Linked DNA regions of Mus musculus: region 2 is linked to region 1. A link is a contact called in public promoter capture Hi-C data. All regions are on one chromosome and are shown on one strand. The core of a region is the stretch at or near the end of the contact, and the rest is flanking DNA. Distances in the headings are between cores, read along the strand shown.

The links. Promoter capture Hi-C pulls out the DNA fragments that hold promoters and counts their contacts.
Region 2: a contact with region 1 is called in a promoter capture Hi-C map of hippocampal neurons, with 2.6 times the contacts expected there. The contact joins the enhancer-like site here to the promoter of Gpr26 in region 1. A contact is called at or near these places in 1 of 39 promoter capture datasets (hippocampal neurons), 4 of 484 Hi-C or Micro-C datasets (embryonic cerebral cortex, embryonic fibroblasts, forebrain and 1 more) and 1 of 115 datasets of contacts at active chromatin or transcription factors (embryonic stem cells).

The regions. Positions count from the first base shown.
Region 1 is chr7:131,963,042-131,968,618 of GRCm38.p6, forward strand. Gpr26 (G protein-coupled receptor 26) reads left to right here and starts at 3,419. Exons shown (of 3, transcript NM_173410.3): 1 at 3,419-4,554. The coding sequence starts at 3,887. Gm34725 (a long non-coding RNA gene) reads right to left here and starts at 696. Exons shown (of 3, transcript XR_378540.1): 1 at 150-696.
Region 2 is chr7:132,004,355-132,009,271 of GRCm38.p6, forward strand. No RefSeq gene overlaps it. Among named protein-coding and RNA genes, the nearest start is that of Gpr26, 40 kb to the left of the region's middle. Within about 2 kb of position 1,832, at least 11 of the 459 cell types and tissues checked have an H3K27ac peak or open chromatin away from gene starts, as enhancers often do. A contact at or near this core is called in forebrain and hippocampal neurons, where this site is marked.

The DNA.
Region 1 (5,577 bases), core at 2,169-4,668:
TGTGTCTGTGTGTGTGTGTGTGTGTGTGTGTGTGTGTGTGTGTGTGTGTGTGTGTGCATGTCCATGCATTACATTACTAGATGTGGCTCTCTAACCAATTCAACTTGATCACCTACTGTGGCTGAAAGTGACCTTGAGCAAACGTTTACCTGTTCTGGAAATATTCTTTCACGTGCCAGAATATGTACGCCGGGGAGTTCCTGCAAGGATTGACAAAGCATTCCTCTGCCCTGTGTAGTCCTGTTGTTGAGCTTCCCTAGGGAGCACAGTTACAGCATTTTATGAGTCATGTTAATACTGCCATCAACATTCCATCACCACTGACTTCCCTCTGGCTTGAAAGAGCACTCTCTGAAGAGCCACCATGTGGTTCTCTGGAAGGCATACTCAGGACCTTGCAGCCCCTGGCTGAGTGGGCTGGATTCTCAGATTCTCTTCTGGAGGATCATCATAGACTAGTATCAGGTCCCAGACAGAGCTATGGTTGTGACCTCATTATGAGTGTGTAAGGCTATGTTAGACCCGAACTCTGAAGCCTGACCTGGCTAAGGCCAACAAGGCTGGGGACCTGGTTGCCATGGAGATCAGCCCTCCTACAATCCCACTGGGAGCAGAAAATTTTGTTTAAATAAGCAGGAGAAAATGAGCCTTGGTTCCTCAGCAAACTGAGTTATAATATTCTGAATTTCTATTCTGGCATTTTAACCTTTCAATGTTGCCCTTAGGAATTCAGAGAACAAATGATCTTCAATATGCTGAGTGTGTGAGGTGAGGTGGCTGGGGGGAGGGAGGGAGGGAGGGAGGGAGATACACACACACACACACACACACACAGAGAGAGAGAGAAAGAGAGAGAGAGAACACACACACACACACACAGAGAGAGAGAGAGAGAGAGAGAGAGAGAGAGAGAGAACTGAAATACTGATTTCTTACTGTTGGCCCAGTTACCTGGTTATCAACATCATTTGATGCAGAGAAGTCGAGGTTCTTTTAAGTTATAGAACAAAGGCATCTCATTGAAAGGGTGACTGAGGAGCTCTGAAGCTCACAGTAAAAGCCAGCCTGTGGAGCTGGGTATGCTGGCTTCATCCCTCGCCAGTTGTGTCACTTAACGTCTCTGTCTGTTCTCTGCTGTCTTTATCTCCGAAATACCAGCTGTAGTTAACTCTTTCTCTTGTCATTTTTGCAAGAATTAAATCAGATGTGATGTTTGGACAGGTTTTGGCAACTTGTATGCCATGAATTAATGCATTGTAGCCTGTGCTTCCTACAAACACTGGTGGTCCTTTTGTGAGGCCAGAGCATTAGGCCACTGATGGTGGATGTGTCCAGGGCATGGTTAGCATCATCTGTCTAGCCTGACCACTTCTGAGCATCATTTGTAGAGCTAGTAAATGAGGCAAACCTGACTTAGAAACCCCAGGAATCTGAATTTAAACAGCACAGGAAGTCATTCTATAGAACATTATAATGTAAGAATCAAGGATCCACTGGTGTGTCCCAAAACATACTGGTTTACTCCAGAAGCAATCCCTAAACATCCATCTCATCCCAGGGGAGAGGCTTATCAAGACAGTCTGTGGAAGCAGGGAGACACATGGGTGAACAGCCCACATTGTTGTTGTCATCAACCAAGCAAGAGATGAAGATGCACAGCCAACCTGAGTTCTGTAGGCCCCATGAGGAGACCAAGGGCTGAGAAGGATGACAGCATTCTGCTTGCTTTTCTCTTCCCTGAGAGGCAAAACCACTTCCACACAGTATCAACGCAGCTCTAAAAAACAGATAAGGAAGCCAAGACTCGGGGAAGATGGGTGTTTGGCTCAGGGTCTTGTGAGGTCAGTGAGTGATGTGCTGGTAACTGCTTAACCACGGGCTCAGATTGCGGGTGGGGCGGGCTGAGCTGTGACATTTGTTTGTTTCTGTGGTATAAATGCCCTTAGAGTGTCAGGTTTCTATTACCAATGTGCTGCCTCTTAAGGGGGGTTGCAGAAGGGTTCCCAGGCACCCTTGGAAGCTGGTAAGAAGTGGTCCTGTCCTGGGCACTCTTGGGTATATTCATTATAGTGGTGCTTAGCATCTGTCAAGGTGTAGAAGAGAAAGGCCATTGTTCTCTCTGACTTGCAGGTGCTTTAGATTAACCCCCTCCATCCTTGAATCTATGTGAGGGAAGATAATTAGTGTGATGGGGGAGACACAACAGCTCCCTTAGGGAAACTGTCTATATTTGGTTTCTTTCAGACTGAGGTCTGGCTATGTACAGTCATCACTGGCCATCTCACCAGGCTCTGAAATACAGTGTAGGTGGTCACTGGAGGAGGTAGCATCCCATAGAAAGGCAAGAGACTGAGGAAGCTCTGAAAGTTGTCACCTGTCTGTCCACCAAGCACCTTTGAAACTACGGAGTCTGGACTAGGGATAGAAGAGACACAGTTCCCACATGTTTACCTGAGGGGAGGCTGAGACCCTTTATGTCCCAAACTCTGATGATCTGGATCAAACAGAGACATCCGCTATCCTCCCATTCTCTGAACAGTTCATCCACATGCCTAATAAGCTTATACTCGCTGGCTCGCCACACCCAGAATGGACAGGACAGCAGCTGGCCCAGGACACAATGAGTGTCCAGAACCAGCTACACCAGGACTACTTCTGATGACCATGGACAGAGTGTGTTCTTGACTGATGGCATGCCCAAGGGATGTCCCGGTGAGCCTCAAGTGACCTTGCACCATATCTGAGAGTGTAGCTGAATGACTAGAGAGTGAAGAGACGAAGCTCTGGAGACTCAGTGTCCAGCAGTACAGCAACTGCCTGCAGATAGATGAGGGGAGATCTCAGGAGATCTCTGGCCATAATGCAAGACAGAACTGTGAATTCTATCCCAGCTCAGCAGAAGCCTAGCCAAGCTCCCCAGTTCATCTTAGATAACAGCAGCAATCCTAGATGCTGGGCAGCTATGGGGCAGGTGGACTGGGTCAAGGTCTGGTCACCTAGGCAGGGACAAGCAGCACTGGGACATGAGGGTGCCCAGACATTCTTCCCTTTTCCTAGATTTCTTGACTCAGCCTGTCTCCAGCTCATATAGGGGAGGATAGAAAGGAAGGGGAGGAGGGGAGCCACTGGGAGCCAGCCATTCTGCAAGGGAGCCGGTAGGGCTCCTTCCCTCCAAGTGTGTGTGTGTGTGTATGTGTGTGTGTGTGTGTGTGTGTGTGAGAGAGAGAGAGAGAGAGAGAGAGAGAGAGAGAGAGAGAATCGGTGGGATTTCCTTCTCAGAAGCAGCCAGTTTCCTAAGAGAAAAAAGAGAGAAAGGAGAAAGAAAGGGAGGAGAAAATTGGAGGTGGGAGAGACAGAAGGGGGAGGGGGCAGAAAGTGAGAGCACACAGGAGACTGAGCACAGAGGCAGAGAGAGGGAGACAGAGAGAAAGCCACAAAGCAGAAGGGTGTGCGGAGCAGAGCCAGAGCTGAGAGGGACCCAGTAAGGGCGGGTGCAGGCAGACGCAAAGCCAGTGACCACAGGAGACTGCGACCCCGGATTCCAGGGCACTTCAGGAGGTCAGAGGAGCACAGGCCAAGAGGTGGTGCGGGACTGGGAGTGAACACTCGCCTAGGTGATCGCCGGTGAGGTGACCCCAGACTCCGAGTGGTTCCGTGCCCAGGTGCTCGCCTGGGAGGTGGCGCGGGGCTCCGGGAGGCTGCGTGCCTAGGTGCTGGCCCAGGGGGTGGCGCGGGCTTCTGGGTTGGTGGATGCCCTCTGGGTAGCCATGGCGACAAGGGCCAGGGGTCGCTGGGCTGCCGTGTCGCCTAGGGGCTGAGTCGACAGCAGGCTGCGCCATGGCGGCGCGGGGTTGCGGGCCCTGAGCGCCAGCGGCGGGCGCGCACCATGAACTCGTGGGACGCGGGCCTGGCGGGGCTGCTGGTGGGCACTATCGGCGTGTCGCTGCTGTCCAACGGGCTGGTGCTGCTCTGCCTCCTGCACAGCGCTGACATCCGCCGCCAGGCGCCGGCGCTCTTCACTCTCAACCTCACGTGTGGCAACCTGCTGTGTACCGTGGTCAACATGCCACTAACACTGGCCGGCGTCGTGGCACAACGGCAGCCGGCCGGGGACCGCCTGTGCCGCCTGGCCGCCTTCCTCGACACCTTTCTGGCCGCCAACTCCATGCTCAGCATGGCCGCGCTCAGCATCGACCGCTGGGTGGCTGTGGTCTTTCCGCTGAGCTACCGTGCCAAGATGCGCCTCCGAGATGCCGCCTTCATGGTGGCCTACACGTGGCTGCACGCGCTCACCTTCCCGGCCACCGCGCTCGCCCTGTCCTGGCTCGGCTTCCACCAGCTATATGCCTCGTGCACACTGTGCAGCCGGCGGCCGGACGAGCGCCTGCGCTTTGCTGTCTTCACCAGCGCCTTCCATGCGCTCAGCTTCCTGCTCTCCTTCATCGTGCTCTGCTTCACGTACCTCAAGGTGCTCAAGGTGGCCCGCTTCCACTGCAAGCGCATCGACGTGATCACCATGCAGACGCTTGTGCTGTTGGTGGACATACACCCCAGGTGAGTGCCCTGACCCAAGACTCTGAGCACTTGGTATTGAGTTAGGAAGGTCCCAGCATCCCGGGAGATCCCCTTTCTGCATCAATGGCATTAAGCACGGGTGGAATAGCAGATCCTGTTTAAACGGGTGCCTAGAGCTTCACTTTCTGAAACATGGGACTGAAACCCCAGCCAGAACATCTTGTTACCCTTATACTCTGGGCAGTGAACTCTGTTCACTTTTCGAAGCTTGAAAGTGGTTTGGATCTGAGAGGGGTATCTAGAGGATTGGAAAACCCTTAAGAACTCTTCAAATGGTGGGTGTTATTCCTCTGGGTCTTTGCAGTCCTGGGTGTGGTGCCACCTGGATCTCCTCGCATGAGTCCTCATTAAACAGAATCCATAGCACCTTCTCCCAGTGATGAGCTCTGAGGGCCCCAGTTCTTCTTGCCTTCCTAGAAGGTTCAGTCCATCGTTTTCTAGACTTGGAACCTCAAGGTCCCTTAAAGAATTTGTATCTCAGGTTTCTGAAACCAAGCCTGCCCACCACTTCCATTCTGTTGACTTGCTATTTCTTTGGAGAAGAAGGAGGGAGGCAAATGGAAAGATGGACTGGGAACCTCCGTGGTCCTTAGTGTTCCTTAGGGAGAAGAGGAGGAAACTGTCAATCGGGCTGTTCTGAGCTCACCTCATCTTTCCTCTTGAGACTAGGACATCAAGAGGGAGGGTGCTTCTGTGGCCTCTGCCAGTTTATATACATTAAAAGCAGACTCCCTCTCTGCTGCCTGGGACTTAGGAGTCCACTTGACACAGAAGATACAGCACACAGGGAGCAATAGTGATGGACAGTTAGGCTTCAATGTGTGAGCAGAGCCCCAGGATGTGGGGAGCCTTGGGGAATGGAATGTAGACCCCAATGTATATTCACCCTCCAGGGCACAGTGGACAGACTGAGCAAAAGCCTTTGTGAAGCTTCCCTGCCTTGAGCAATGTCACTATGCTGAATGTTACTCTACCCGCTCATCAGAAGGGCATGGCTGAGTG
Region 2 (4,917 bases), core at 582-3,081, 40 kb after region 1:
GATGGCTGCTGGTGCTAGTGCTACAGATCAGAAAGTGAGGGACTCCGAGCCATCTAGACCGTCCATTCAAACAGGGTCTCCCGACACTTCTCTTATGCCTTTGAGATCAGTGTTTCTGCAGAGGGCCCCAGCATCTGCAAGGCTGATAACAACTCAAGAGAATAACTCTCACCTGTGTTTTAGGAGAGGTTGGATAGTTACCTCAGGTGCTTCCCTGGACTCTGATCTGTGATCGAATGAGAAAGGGAGAATCAGAAATCAGGCAGAATGTCTGCTTTGCAGAGGTTATAAATCTGCCTTCCACACCTTTTGTTGGTACCATCTGGAATAGGAGGATAGAAAATGGGAGGTGGGGAGGAGAGATGAGTCTTAACTGAGCTGGAGCCAAGTCAAGGGTGACCTGCAAATTGCCACAAGCCAGGGGCAGGGGTGGGAGGTGGGGGTGGGAGAGTTGGGGTTATGTGAGGACTTCCTGTCTCCCTTTGAGTATCTACACCATCGGCACCTGGGTGGCCAAGGCTCAGTGCTTAGCTCCCAGATCAATGACCTCAGGCCTCAGCCAATCATAATTTGAGTGCTGGTGTTCTTCCAAAGCACTCTGCTCTCTGATTCAGTCATGCTGGGCCCTGCTCTCAAAGCCTGCAGAGATTGTGACCTCTGTCCCTGTTCATCCCATCCTACTTCTCACCTTAATTGTGCCCTTCCAGAAAGAAGAGAATACAGTTATTGGGGAACAGGCTTGCACTGTGAGGGACCACTTCACTCCAGGAAGAGTCAGTCTGATCATGGGGAGTGGAGTGTGTGCCTGATGGATGACTGACAGCTGGCATTCAGTGTTGGCTGATACACCTTGGAACACAGTCCTGTCTTTATCTATTTCCTCATTTATTGTATCTTGTTGTCTTCAATGGCAAAACTATAGTTATGAAATAGCAACAAAATAATTTTATGGTTGGGGGGGTCAGTGCAACATGGGAAACTGGGATTGCAGCATTAGGAAGGCTGGGAACCACTACCACTGACTTACATGCTCGTATGCACCTTCTTCTGTCTTCTCTCCCACCCCCATACTCCTCCCCAGGCCCTAAGTGCCCGGCACAGTACCTGGTACTCAGCAGGTACCTCTCTTAGCAAATTCCTCTTAATAACAACACGGTGGGAACGGCACTTTGATAATAGATTTTCCTGTCACTTCTCAAGTTCTCGTAGACATTAGGCATCACTGAGAACGCTGTTTTCCAAGTCAAAATATTCATTATGATCCACGCTGTTTGCAATTGCCTCAGTCTGAGTCACTACCCTGTAGTGTGTGTTGGGAGGAAATCAGTCCTCTCCTGGGAGTGCCATGGTGTGTTGGTTGAAGTCAGGGCCCTGCTGTACCCTTGGTGACCTTGGTGATGTACTTCTTTGCTGATCCCAACTAGGAAGCTTTCTGGGTCTGCCAGAACAGCTAGGGTCACCAGCCTGGATGATATCAAGGTGGGTCAAAGACGCTTTAGGACTACAGAAAGATAAATCCCCCAGTGCGAACTGCATCAAGTGCTTTGGAAAGCTGGCCATCCTTCAGGCACACAAGCGAGAGAAACAAGCCAGAGATTTCCCCCTGCTTGACATTCCCCCCGTTTATCCCATTAAAACCAAATAGCTGTGCGGTGCTGAAGTTTGTTCCTGGACTCATTAGGTGCCTCCTCGTAATTATGGGTTTGAAAGCAAACTCAAGGCAAAGCCTCTCAGGGAAATTAAGCTCAGAGAGCAAGAGAACAAGAAAACGCGTAGGAGCTGGATAATTGCACGCCCGTGTCTCTAGCAGTGGGCTCGGGCACACAGAGCAGCATATGGGATCTGGGGTGAAGGGAAGAACTAAATGAAGCTCAGCTCAGACAAACGGTGAGCAAGCTAAGACAGAGCAACGTTTGTGGACACTCCTCTAGCTGGTGATTTGTTTGGTGGCTTTACCCAATAATTGGCTTCATTTCTCCCCAGTCCCTGACAGCACTCACCTGCGTCCCTCTCCTCTTCGTGGGAAAGAAATGTTTACTCCCTGGGATGTAGGTCAGTGGACACCTGCCAGCGGACAGCTTCCCTCCACTCCCCGCTCCCTCTGTCTTCCCACAAGCTTCAGACACTGATGAAGCCATCTGCAAACCTGTCCTAGACACATGGGGCTCCTAATGTTACACTATCTGGTACAGTGTAATTATCACCATGGATTCTGGAAGGCAGAATTGGGTGGGTGGGTAGTATGGCTCAGTAGGTTGAGTTGCATGCCAGGACGATACATGATAGAGGGAGAGAATCAGTTCCCACAAGACACCCTCTAAACCTCCATTCATGGACATGTACATCAAAAAACAATGTAATAAAGTTATTTAAAAAAGAAAGATAGAAAAAGAAGGCCAGAAGCCAAGGGCAAAAGCAACCTATGTAAGTAACTGGACTCCACCCTCAGAGGCCCCTAAGGAAGACCACCTTCAGACACCCTGATGTTAGCCCGGGGAAGCTCAGGACCAGAGCATGATAGACCTGTGCTGATTCAATGCCGTGTGCTGCAGTAGCACAGGGCATTAGCATAAAGATAAGTGGGCATTTCTGTGTCCTGGTACAGAAATTCAGTAGCCCAGCCACAAAACGGAAGAAAGTTGGTATAGCAGTACGTCACAAAGAGCTCAGCGTCTGTGCAGCTGCGACATGGCTGAGGTCAAATGGAAGATTCAGAGCTGGGGTTTTTATGAGAGATAAAATAACTAGAATAAGAAAGTGGCCCTGGAGTCACCAGGTCACACAGAAATTGCTAGTGTACTCCAGTGCCAAGAAATCCCAGGAGAGCAACATGTACTGTTCTGTCTCCTAGTTGGGATGAAAGACAAACACACGGATTCACTGAGCTGGACACACACAGGAAGCTGGCACCGTTCTGTTGGATGCAAATTGTCAATAGGTCTCAAAACTTGCATGGTTTCTGCCTAGCCTGCCCTACAGCAAGTCATAATCAGAACCCAAGCAGAATGTGAGGAGCCCATGCCTGTCTTGTTCATCATAGTAAATGTTTGGAATTCTTGGGGACCTCTTGAATACACAATGGTACAGCTAAACACTAAAAAGCTTGTGGAGCTTTTTAAAGGACCAGGTAGGGTCTGATAACCTAGAATAAGGATTGCTTTCTAGAGTTTATGAACAGGGTTCTTTTTTTAAAAAACAAAACACGTGGGCATGGGGACTAGAGAGCTGGTTCTGTGGGCAAAGCACTTTCTGTACAAGGACTGGAGTTCTAGTCTCCTGTCCAAAGCTAGGCACGGTCGTGCATGCTTATGATCTCAATGCCAGGAGATGGGGACAGGCAGATGCCTGTGGCTACCTGGCCAGCCAGCCTAGTCTAACTGCTGAGTCCTGGCTCCTCCTCTTCCTCTTCTTCCTCTTCTTTCTCCTTCCCTTCCCCCTCTTTCCTCTCTGGCCTTTCTCCTCCTCTTCCTTAACCTCCTCCTTTAAAATATGGCTTTCTCCTAATTAACTCACAAATAAACCATCTCACTTCCAGTTTAATGTGAGCACTCACACACTTGCCCGTGTCTAAACTCTGCCCACCTTAGCGTACTTCTTTGCAGTGAGAAGATACATTCCAAAGCCATGGGGCTTTGTTTACAGATTTACACTTTCACTACCAACTGTATTTCTATGCAATTAGATACCACACAAAGGAAATAAATATGAACTAGAAAATGATAGCTTTATATCCCTTTGCAAGACTCATGAGTCCTCCCATCTGTATTCAGTCCTTCTTCATCAACTGATATTACCCTCTCTAGGTTCTTTGTAACTGCCATACTATCCCGACACTGCTGCCATTTTGCATATGGACATGAATGCATTATAGGCTAGGAAGGAGAACATACAAGTTTCCATTTTTTCTGAGTTTGGGTTTTCTCGCTTAATATTATAGTCTTGGAGTTCATCTGTTGTCATGCAAATTTCTGGTTCAATTTTTTTTTACAGCTGAATAATATTCCACTTTGTATATGTAGCCCATTTTCATTATTCAGTCATCCATTGATGGACATCTTGAATGATTCCATCCCTCCACTATTTTAAATACAGCACCAATCAACGTGGATTGCAAATATGTATGTGGATATGGGGTTCTATGGGTATGTGTCCACGAGCAGAATATCTGGAGACTCTCCCTTATAAAGTGCTTTGCATAAGGAGACAGAGCCCTTAGGGGTGAATAGGCCACGAGGGTAGATCTCTTGTGGGTGGGGTTAGCATCTTTGTAGAAGATATTTTAGAGAGTGCTCCCTTTCATCTTCCAGCAGCTGAGAACACAGGAACCTGAAAGCAGCCTTCAGCAGATACCATGTCCGCCAGGCAAGGCCTTGGACTTCTCAGACCCCAGTCTGTGAGAGATACATTTCTGTGCTTTACAGGTGATCTGGTTTTGAGGAAATTCACGACAGAGTGCGAATGGCCACTCTGGTTGCTTACCTACCCCGTGGACACATTGGAAGCACCCTGACACACTCACTGTGCATCTCGATGGTCCCTACCTATGGTTTGCTTTCTTTGGCTTGAAACATGGGTTACTCATTGCAGGCATCATCTAGGCTCCCGGAAGTCCACTGTCCCATCACAGAAGTGTATTTACTATGCTCAGAACAATGGTTATGCTTCAGAGAGAGGCCACTTCAATCACTTGAGCATTCGTGAAAATCATTTATACGCTGTTAAGGTCGGGCATAAGGGCCCAGAGAGATGCCTCCAGTTAAGAACACTTGTGACACTTGCAGAGGACTTGGGTTTGGTCCCCAGAACCCACACCGGGTTGATGACTCACAACCACTTATAGCTCCAGTTTCAGGGAAATCTGACACCTTTTCTGGCACCGCTGACACTGTACACATACAGAGCACATACACACCGTGA